Regions from separate parts of the Zea mays genome. Here all the other regions are linked to region 3. Evidence: chromatin contacts called from public Hi-C data. All regions are on one chromosome and are shown on one strand. The core of a region is the stretch at or near the end of the contact, and the rest is flanking DNA. Distances in the headings are between cores, read along the strand shown. Region 1 holds the start of LOC100284371. Region 2 holds the start of LOC103636980 (Protein PLASTID MOVEMENT IMPAIRED 2). Region 3 holds the start of LOC100279280.

Region 1 (3,881 bases), core at 890-3,389, 600 kb before region 3:
CTGCAGAACAGGCAATGCCATCAAATAGACACTAAGCCCATGATGCGATGGAAGGATGAGAAACGAGGGAGGTGTCAATTGCATTGCTTGTAGACAGATGTATGAAGTACCTCGCATAATAACCACCCTCGGGGTCATTGCCGGTGTCATAGAACAGACCTCGGAAGTACACGAAGATGGATCGAGGGGTGTCTGCAGGGATAAGGTGAGTCTGCATCTTCTGAGGAGGCGCGTATGGTGGGATGGTGATGGACCCATCCTTCAGGCAGACATGGTTCTTCTGTCCGAAGGTCTGAACCAGCGTAGCACGCTGAAGCAAGGGAAGGATTCCCCGTCCGATTGCTTTTTCTTCCTGATACAGTGGAAGTGTTTATTACAGAAAAATCAGATATTGAAACAGATAGTAAGAGTAGTCAATTGGAAGCTGAGTAAGTGGTTATTTCCTATAGGTGGTTAGTGAATGATGAATATGGACATATCTATAAGTAAACTAAAATCCGGGGCATGTTTATTCTAGAAGGGGCAAAGAACATATTGAGCCTGAAAACAAATTAAGTTAAGAGTAGTTGATTCATATTGATACAATCATCTTGATACCCCTATCGCCCCCATGATTACTGCCAGAATCAGATATGATCCAGCTGTTTCGACGCTACACACTACTAAACTATAATTGATAAATGCTAAACATCTAATCTTCGTTACTTCAAGGATACATAAATGCATGTAACCGCTACTTAATCTACTAGCATCGTACCTGATAATGAAAGCAAGCACCAAAGTCATGGGGCGTGACAAAGAAATGATCAGCGCCCTCTGATCTATTCCAGTAAGGCCAATTCGTAGCAATCAGCTGGATCGCGCTGCGCATCATTCGAGGAGACTTGAAAGGCAAGGGAAGACCCTTGGGGGTGAGATCGCATGTCGTGTATACGGGCGTGTAGAACCAATCTGCTTCCTCAGGATTAAAAGTTCGGACAGCACTCGACAACAGGAACCTGTGCATGAAGATCTCGGCGGCAAACATGTGGTTCAGGCACCTAGGATCCTTCTTCAGCAGCTTCTTGTTGTATTTGCTGGGGAGATCATAGACAAAGACCTTGAGCCTCCCAACAGGGTTATCTTCTAACACATCACCAGCGCTTCCTGCATTTTGTTGGCCACGGCATTAGGGCTAGCATAAAAGTGGGGAAAAGAATATACCTAGCTAAGAAAACCCTGAAGCAACGGTCCGCTAGCTAAGCAATCTGCATGTCTCAAACGAATTGTGTGCCTATGTTAAACTGAATGAATGATGGTTATCATCATGTACTATCGAATGCTCCACTGAGTACGATCCTGTTTGTCAAGCTTGATGGGTTACTTGGCACTACAGAGTGCATCAGTTGGTCAACGACAAAAAATTGAAGCGTGTATGTCAGCAGGAGCAGGATGTTCGGATAAAAAAGGTGTTTTTAACCAGATCAAATAACTATGAAAAGGACACCGAAGGATCAACCTGCATTCTGGTTATCTGTAACCCAGTAGCATATGGATTCAGGGTTCAGAGGCCAAACAGCTCAAGCTGTCATACTAACTTCTTGCTTTGCCAATTCACTAGAGAAAACGTATGTACTAGGAGCAAAAAGAACACTAGAGAATACGAGTAGCTCGATCCCTACAAACTGACAAGAACGTGCTCATCTAGATCAGAAGCAAGATGGAAAGGAACACAAGCATAGAGGGGTCGCGCCGCCGCCGCGTACCTTCGATCCGCTCGGTCTCCTGCGCCGTGACGGCAGCGATGCTGGAGCAGGCGAGAAGCATGGCGAGCGCCAGGGCCATCGCCGGCGCGCTCCCCTTCTCCATCGGTCCTCGCCCGCGCCGCCGCGTTCCCTCCCCGCCACTTGATGCTCGGGTGGTCAAGGGAACGGGGAGAGGGATCGAGAGGACGGAGGGGAAGTAGTAGGAAGCTAGTGGGTTCCTCGGCAGGCAAGGAGGAGAGGGATCCCCGGAGTCAAAAGGAACGGCAGGGACGTGTTGCTGTGCGCCGCGTGCTTTCTCGCTGTCGGCGGAAGAGGGCAGGGGCTCTGGGGGAGGAAGAAGAGATCCCACTCACAGGCAAGCCAAAGGGAAGCCTTTTCCCCCCATCCCACCAAGCTGTTAGCTGTGTTTGGTGGTGGGGGTGCTCCGGAGAAGGTGAGCGGTGGCTTTCCTAGGCTTTTCCCTTCTTCCTCTGAAAAATTCCAACAAACACACGCACATCCTCAGGAAGAAGAGGGAACCCGCGTAGAGATGGCAATGGGTACCCGCGACCCGATACCCGATGGGTATTTACTCCATTAGGGTATGTATGTGGGCTAAATATTCTACCCGTGGGTCTGTTATTGGGCAAAAATCTTCACCCAATGGGTAAACGGGTATTAGAACGTTCCACCTTCACCCATACCCGTTAACCCGTGGGTATAAAATACCCAATATAAACTTAGCTCAAGCATGAACTTAGACTTTAGTCATCCATCTTTTTTACTATTTAATAATCTTTTAGGTCATTATGTCATAGAAGGCTTAACGACAATTTAATGACCAGGTAATGGAACATGTAATTCACCCAATGTGTGTTGAATGGATGGTTAAATGATGCTAGAAATTTTGTAATGGTATTTAGATGGATATACTTGATATTTGTATAATATAATATTTTGATAGATGTTTAATTTTTGTGGGTACGGGTGACCCGATGGGTGACCCATACCCACGTGGGTATGGGTATGGGGGTAAATCCATACCCACCAGTGTATATGGGTGACCCGGTGGGGTTATTTTTTTGTCGTGGGTATGAGTATGGGGTAGTAATACCCGGTGGGTATTTACCCATTGCCATCTCTAAACCCGCGCTGTCTATCTGATTGTCCCCGTTTTCCGGCTGCCTTTTCCCTACTAATCAATTATTTTTAACTTTAACCACATTTATATAAAAATATTAATATCTATGATACATAATTAGTATCATTAGGTCCTTGAATCTATTTTTAGTAAAATTATTCGAAAATACAAATGTTGCTAATAAATTCAATAAATCTAGTCAATTTTAATAAAGTTTGGGTGACACGAATATCATAGCGACAAACATTTGTGAACGAATGGAGTACTATTAAAGTCATATCTAACAGATTCTCTATTTTATCACCTATTTTAAACTTTATTCTATAAATAGTATTGTCGGGGACCATAATTAGGGACCCTCAATACTCCTAATTCTCAGCTGGTAACCCCCATCAGCATAAAGCTGCAAAGGCCTGATGGGTGCGATTAAGTTAGGGATCAGTCCATTCGAGGGACTCGATCGCGTCTCGCCCGAGCCTAGCCTCGGACAAGGGCAGCCGAACCCGGAAGATCTCCGTCTCGCCCGAGGCCCCCCTCCAGCGGCGAACATATTTCCGGCTCGCCCGAGGCCCTGTCTTCGCCAAGAAGCAACCCTGACTAAATCGCCGCACCGACCGACCGAATCGCAGGAGCATTTAATGCAAAGGTGGCCTGACACCTTTATCCTGACGCGCGCCCCTCAGCCAACAGAGCCGAAGTGACCGCCGTCACTTCGCCGCTCCACTGACCGGTCTGACAGAAAGACAACGTCGCCTGCGCCGCTCCGACTGCGGTGCCACTTGACAGAGTGAGGCTGACATGCAGTCAGGCCTAGCCGGAGGCACCATAGGAAGCTCCGCTTCGTCCGGCCCAGGGCTCGGACTCGGGCTAAGTCCCAGAAGACGGCGAACTCCGCTCCGCCCGACCCAGGGCTCGGACTCGGGCTAAGTCCCGGAAGACGGCGAACTCCACTCCGCCCGACCCAAGGCTCGGACTCGGGCTAAGTCCCGGAAGACGGCGAACTCCGCTCCGCCCGA
Region 2 (3,482 bases), core at 62-2,561, 820 kb before region 3:
GGCTTTCAGGCATTGTGAATCTGTTGGGTGCACCGAAGGCGCACCCAATAGGTGTAGCCCCCGAGCTTTGAGTTGATTCTGAAATAATCAATTCAAAGGTCTTCATCTTGTGTCGTTTTCAAAATAATTTTTAGAATAACGAGACGATGACGTTTGTTTATATCTTGTTAGGTCTGAAATCAATTTGATCGGTGACAAGTTGGACATCTGTCCGCTACCGCAAAAATATATTTGCGTTGTTCACCATTTAAGCTGCATTCATGCTAGTTGTATCTTATACTCCGCACCTTTTTTTGTCGCAGAAAGTTATTAAGACATGTTTAAACATTGACTATAACGTTTTACCAAAATTTTCAAGTTTTTTTAGATACATTTTTAATCTTGCCAGAGCTAAATATATTCTTTAGAGCTTCTAGGGAATATGGATACCAACATGAGATCTAAATATTTTATTTGGATTTTCTTGTCCTAATCTAACTCTGGAGTTTGCTTAAAAACTATAAACTTAGGAACATTTTTTACGTTTAAAAGTTTTACCAAGTATCTAACAGAGACACAGTTTTTATTTTGTTAATACAAATGATGAAACTGCCTTTAAAACCAATTCAAGTTAAGATAGAGACGTAATATAAAAAGTTTTAAAACTTTGGAGGTAATATATATCTATATATATATATAATTTTAAAATTTAGTAAGAAAAATTAGACCACGGATACTCACATAGAGGTAGAGCTAAAATAGACTTCCTTTCACTCCAGAACACGTATCAGCAAAAATAGGTCAGACCAACTCGTGGGCTGCAAATGATGTTCAGCACATGGGCCGTGGCCTCTGGGCTGCTTTGATAGGGTCGCCTTGATAGCCCTTTTGGCAAGAAACGAATAAAAAAAGAACTCGTTAAAGACGCTGACTGCGCGTCCAGCAAGCTCGAAGCCAGCGGCCAGCGTGGAACTTCACTTGTGAAATCGTTGGCAGGCCAGACTCCGCACGATTCATTGCTGGACGGCCCATGGATGGATGTAGAACAGCCCACTTGAACCCTGGACAGAAGACTCGGCCGAAAGTAGGTGTTGATCATGGGATTATTAGTACCTTATCGTGGAGCTGATAGACATAGGGTTACGGGACAAGTTATAAGAGAGGGGTTGGTGTCACCAGACTAAAACACGGAGCTGTGTGGTGAGCACAAAGCGAACTATTCTTTCGCCTTTTACTAAAGAATACTGTGTGCTCATCATAATTAGCAGCATACCTTAATTTTTTAAGGGTGTTCTCCTATTTAGGGAGGACCCCAACAAATTCAATGTAATTTAATTAATTTAAATTCTCAATTCTCATTCAAACAACCAGTCTCAATTCTAGTTCTTATATGGCCTCAAGCAACAATATTCTTTTATTTATCAATTCAATTCATCAGCCAGACAGGAGAAGGCAACTGAATCTTCAAAAAGGAGAAGGCAACTGTGTTGTCATCGCAGCATCAGGTGCCGAGTGTTCTCGCTTTGCTGCTGATCTGACTCTGCACAATGCAGCAATTCCCTGGATGAAGCTCATGCACCGCAATTCACGATGGTGATGATACATTTTCCACAGCTTGTCCTATGCACACAGGCGCCAACAGCAAGGTGGTTGTCTGGTATTTGCTAGTAAGCCCGCAGGAGTCTCCAAGGCACGGGCGTTGTCCTCTGCACACAGGCTGCCGTTAGCTGGTGGGAGCACCCAAACTGATCTCGGGACCTCCATTTATATTCTGTCCAATGAACCAACCAACCACCAAGGCAACTGAGTTAACAAGGAAGCAATTTTCGAAAAGAAAATGAAGGGAAATGCGAGCTGGGTATTTTGGTCGCTTTCTAGGAATGCCCCACAGCAACAGCATGGATACTGTAGAGCTGCGACTGTGATGTATTTTGTATGTGCTTTTCTAGTGAGGGGGGCTCCTCTGAATTTTGCCATGCATTCCCAGGCTTGGAACTTCAACGCCAACGCTTGTCGTTTATGTTGTTGCCGTCCTACTATATAACCAAGCTTCTAAGAGATCTTTCAAGGACATGGAGAGTAAAATGGAGCAGAACTCGGGAGAGATCAGGTCGGGAGAGGCCATGAGCATTTTTGGCCAGAGCATCGATGTGAGGAGGCCGGGGAGGAGCAGGAGAAGAGCCGCCAACAAGGTACCATCTGAATTCTCAACTCTGAAAATGAAAATGATGTGCTGCGCTTGACACCGACCGTGGCGCATGCATGCAGAAATTCTCACCCGCGACTGCGAGCGAATCACAATCACCCACCCTGGAGCGGCTGCTGGACCAGCGCAGGGCCGTCGTCACGGAGCGGGAGCGCGGCCGTGCCGAGTCCGAGCTGTCAAGGGCGACTGGCATGGCCCAGGAACTGGAGCGGCAGGTCGAGCAGGCCAACGCCGCCACGGCGAGGGCTTCTCACAGGCCGGAGCTCCAAAGAACACGTGCCAGCGGCAGCAGGAGGAAGAAGACGGGGTTGGTGGTGGACGCCGCCGACCATCCTCGGGATCAGAGCAGCACGCTGCTCGTCGAGGTGATGCAGGAGCTGGACCGCGTCAAGAGGGAGCTCCGGCAGCTGCAGCGCGAGGTGAAGTCCGCGAGGGAGGCCGAGGCCGAGGCCGAGGGAGTCGCGGAGACGCCGACGCCCAGAGCGACGAGCCCCGGTCCGCCTCCCCTCGACGGTGCGGAGGGAGAGGCCGGCGAGGGAAACGAGGAGCGTGGCCCAGGCATAATGGAGCTCGCCGTGGCCGGTGGATTCCGCAAGCAGGGCGTGCAGGACACGAGGGCGCGTGCCTTAGTGCTGCGTAGGGACAGGAGCCTCGGAGCGAGCGACCCTGACGAGAGGTTCGCCACCGCCAGCAGCTCCGACGTGGGACTCGAGTCCGCGGACACGGCGGCGGCGGTGCCGGCGACGGCCCACGCCGTCGTGGACGCCGAGACCGCACCGACGGCAGCGCGGCAGGCTGCGGAGGCCGAGCTGGAGGAGCCCATGAAAGAAGAGGGAGCCCGCGCGTTCGCCGGCTCCGTAGAACGCACCCGCGGGGAGACGGCCGAGGAGATCGACCGGCTCGCCGAGCAGGAGGTACGAGCCAGCGCGCAGGTGAGCCAGCTGAACGCCAGGCTTGTCACGGCCAGGTCCCGGCTGGACGCCGCCACGGCCGTGGACGAGCGGGCCGAGGCGGTGCTGGCCGAGCTGTCGGCCGCGCTGCGGCGGCTGGGCGAGGAGACCGAGGCAGCGGAGAAGGAGAGGGCGCTGACGGAGCTGGACAGCCAGAGCGTGACAGAGGACGCGGACGCCGTCGGCGCCGAGATCGCGGCGGTCGAGCAGAGGGTCAGGGAGTCGATCAAGGAGCTCGAGGCGGCGAGGGCGTCGGAGGCCGCGGCCACGGCGAGGCTCAGGGCCGCCGTCGAGGACGCGGCGCTGGCCGGGACTGCGCCGCAGGCGTCCGGCGGGAACGTGACGGT
Region 3 (3,585 bases), core at 179-2,678:
GAAGAAGGGGTCCACATCCCAACACCGTTTCATTGGTCGACGCGAGAAGGCGTCTGTTCGTACGATCGGAGTGCCTGATGACACCCATAGGGATGAAAACCGACGGAAAACTTCTCTCCCGTTTTCATATCCGGAATAGTTGGAAACGGAAACGTGAGCGAGATAAACGAAATTGAGAAAACGAACAAAAACAGAAATACTAACAAAAACTTATAATTTAATATAAATAAAAAATAAAAATGATATTGATGTTTGACTAGTATTTGATTAGAAGAACAATAACATAAAACAAATAGATATAGAGACGCAACATTCTATTGTTGTTTGATTGCTAATGGTGTACATTTAGTTACATCCGATATTGTTTAAGACTTTAAACCATTTGTCATTGAAAAGAGCCGATGATTACAATGGCCACTGGTGTTATAATTTGTCACCTAAAGACACGAGACTTTAGTTTATATACTATGCATATTAGGCTCGTCCCATATTTATCAAATACAGAATAAATACGGATAAAATCCGGATAAAAACAGGATCCCGCAAAAACGGACGGAATAAACTCTCTTCCGTTTCTGTCCCGTTTTCATATTTTTTAATATACAAAAACGGTCGAATCAAATATAGAAAACGGTACAGATCGGGACGAGATTTTATCTGTCCGTTCTGACACAGAGGCATGAGGCCATAGAATACGTTTTTTTCCACATGAGACACTTCACTTCTTTGGATTCGTCCGTGTATTTCTTTGGAGCATACACTGAAACTATCGTGTACACGTATGGTTTTTGATAATCACGACAATCAGAGAACTGATCTTTGTTCTACGCGTTGTGAATAAAAGATAGATCTAAGTCCACACCTGAATGTTTAGCGAGTTGGTCTATCATGAAAAGAATAATGATAGCCATAGGTGACCATGTGCTTAACATGCAAGAAGAAAAAAAGTAAATGTTTAAAATGGATGTATAATAAGCTAATATATTTTGTCTTACCAATCAGATTGATTTGTTATTTGAATGTTTGATGTTATGAACTAAAATTTAGTCAGGAACAAACAGCCATCAGCGTTGAATGCCATGCCATAAAGGGAAAAACATTTTATGTTAGTTCAAAGGAGTTTTTTTTTAATGCGAATAGGCGTCGGGCGTCGCCTTCCTCAAGCCTCGAACCTTCCGCTCGTAAACCGCCCTCGAGCGGTCGAGCGGTCGAGCCGCACCCGCTCTCGTACTCGTAGGCAAGGCAACTTCGCAAAACGGCAAAAAGGCAGCCACGCCTTGTTCATTTTTATTTTTTTAATCTCCTCCCGTCGGCGAAATTTTACACGCCAGCAAAACCGCCCTGAGGATGAAATAGAAAAAACCCCAAACAAGCCCTAACGCGTCCCCCGGAACCAGAACAAGTCCAGTCTGTCCAGAAATACATTAGAAAAAAGAGCCAAAGAGGAGAACACCGGCCGGCGAGGTGGACGAAGCGGCCCGCCGAGGAAATGGCGTCGATGCAGAGCTGGCGCAAGGCCTACGGCGCCATCAAGGACACCACCACCGTTAGCATCGCCAATCTCAACTCCGACTTCAAGGTGTGCCTTCGATCCGGTATCTTTCCCCCCGATTTTCCCGGATTTTTTCCGACCTATGTTTGGGCAGTTCCTTCAAACCCTAGTCTCCAGTGGTGTGCTGCGGCGCGGGAGCATGCTCGGATCTGCTGGTTTTGATTGGCGTCTACTCGCTTTTGTAGGATCTGGATGTGGCGATCGTGAAGGCGACTAACCACGTGGAGTGCCCGCCTAAGGAGCGACACCTGCGCAGTGCGTTGATTTGTTCTTATACCCCGTGTTTCCGCGTATCTAGGCTTCGGCCTAATTTAGTGTTTTTCTATTGGGGGCGGGCGGAATTAGATCGTGCCTATAAGTGGCGAGGGGAGGCTCTGAAGGGGGGAGGGAAGGGCGTGCGTGCTTTTGGGTTCGTGCAGTGTTTAATGATGGTTGATTGTTGCGTGGTGGTATCACAGGGGTTGTTGCAGCGACGTCCATCACCAGGCCTCGGGCAGATGTCGCCTACTGCATCCACGCGCTTGCCCGCCGTCTTGCCAAGACCCGCAACTGGATCGTAAGTTCTATGCCTGAATGCTATTTTTCCTTGTTGGTGCTTAGTCTTGAGATTTAGTTGTTTTTGGATGTAATTTTAATTGGACATTCTCTTTGCGAACATTCTGCACACAATCATGCATCGTATTAAGGAGATTTGGGTTATACTCTGGATGATATATTTCCCTGATGGGATATGGAATATCTGTTTGAGTTGATTGTAAGCATGAACGAAGCCTTGATTCAAATAGAATGCAGAGCATTGGGTGAGTAAGTGTGAACAATTGACTTGATTCAAATGACATTACAACACACAGTATGCTGCTTGTTAATTGCGTCCAGCCAGAAGATTGATAAGGCTAGCAAGAAGGGATTTGACAGTGCTGTCATTTAGGTGCTTGAACATTATGGATTCACAGAAACAAGTGTGTCTTTTATGGCGCTTCCCCCCTCTCTCAATGGCTATCTGTATTTTATATTGGAGGAGATGAGAATTTGGGGCCTTGGCTTGGAGGTCGAAAGCTTCAGGAATTGTCATAGGTCAGGGGCTAGGACTAACCTGATTAGTGCAGGCTAGGGTCATTCTTCGGATTTTTCTTTCAGGTGTTTGTGGTTCTTCTAGTGCTATATAAGGCGTCCCCTGCTTACTCTCCGGTGAGATATGAGGGTTGTGTTGTATGGGATGTTCTTTCTTTCTCTTACCTCTAATTAAAAGATGCACAGATCTCCTGCGTGTTCTAGAGAAAGAATCTTACTTATGGTTGATACCCTAGGCAAGTTAATACTATTTACGATTTGAGATGAAAATATGTGACTTCAAATGTAATATGTTTTTATCAAAGATTTACAACTGGATAGCAGAAGTTGCAATGCGTTGTTTTGTTTGGAAATATAGAGTTTCAGTGTATGCTAGATTAGTAGATTGGCTGTTTATAGTTTTCTGAATCATGTTAAATAAATGGGGTTTTGAAGGAAGTTTAAAGTTGCATTCTTTTTTGCATTGAAACTTTTTGGATCTAGCTTATATGATGTTTCTGATAATTGTTTGAAAATGATTGGTTCTCTTTTGGTAGTAACTAGTATTTCCATTCAAGGTTCTTCATGAATGATTAGCAAAGCTAAATGTTGCAGTTACGAGAAAAAAATTAAAATTGTTCTCTGATTTCATATGCTGGTAATTAATTTCATATATATCCTTTTTGTCACATGCAGGTTGCTCTAAAAGCACTTGTAGTGATCCATAGACTTCTTCGCGAGGGTGATCCTACATTTCGAGAAGAGCTTCTCAACTTTACACAGAGGGGACGGATCCTGCAACTTTCAAACTTTAAGGATGACTCCAGTCCAATTGGTTAGAATTTCTAGCTTGGTAGAAATTTTGCCCTTACCCTGCTTATCGCCTCATGATTTCCTTGTTTTTGATACCGGGTTATGTGCAGCTTGGGATTGTTCTGCCTGGGTGCGCACATATGGTTTGTATTTGGAGGAAAGGTTGGAAT

Evidence for each region. A called contact is a pair of places that touch in the nucleus more often than the background predicts.
Region 1: a contact with region 3 is called in a Hi-C map of ear, with 1.8 times the contacts expected there. The contact joins the promoter of LOC100284371 here to the promoter of LOC100279280 in region 3. A contact is called at or near these places in 3 of 25 Hi-C or Micro-C datasets (bundle sheath, ear and tassel).
Region 2: a Hi-C map of tassel shows a contact between it and region 3, with 4 times the contacts expected there. The contact joins the promoter of LOC103636980 here to the promoter of LOC100279280 in region 3. A contact is called at or near these places in 2 of 25 Hi-C or Micro-C datasets (ear and tassel).

The regions. Positions count from the first base shown.
Region 1 is chr8:65,923,589-65,927,469 of Zm-B73-REFERENCE-NAM-5.0, reverse strand. It overlaps LOC100284371, which reads right to left and starts at 2,139. Exons shown (of 4, transcript NM_001157266.1): 1 at 1,746-2,139; 2 at 758-1,146; 3 at 111-352. The coding sequence starts at 1,848.
Region 2 is chr8:66,147,048-66,150,529 of Zm-B73-REFERENCE-NAM-5.0, reverse strand. It overlaps LOC103636980 (Protein PLASTID MOVEMENT IMPAIRED 2), which reads left to right and starts at 1,311. Exons shown (of 2, transcript XM_008659273.4): 1 at 1,311-2,171; 2 at 2,248-3,482. The coding sequence starts at 2,052. It overlaps LOC111590087 (U5 spliceosomal RNA), which reads left to right and starts at 1,171; the gene lies at 1,171-1,290.
Region 3 is chr8:65,327,676-65,331,260 of Zm-B73-REFERENCE-NAM-5.0, reverse strand. It overlaps LOC100279280, which reads left to right and starts at 1,428. Exons shown (of 15, transcript NM_001152301.1): 1 at 1,428-1,579; 2 at 1,738-1,807; 3 at 2,011-2,108; 4 at 3,299-3,437; 5 at 3,526-3,585. The coding sequence starts at 1,490.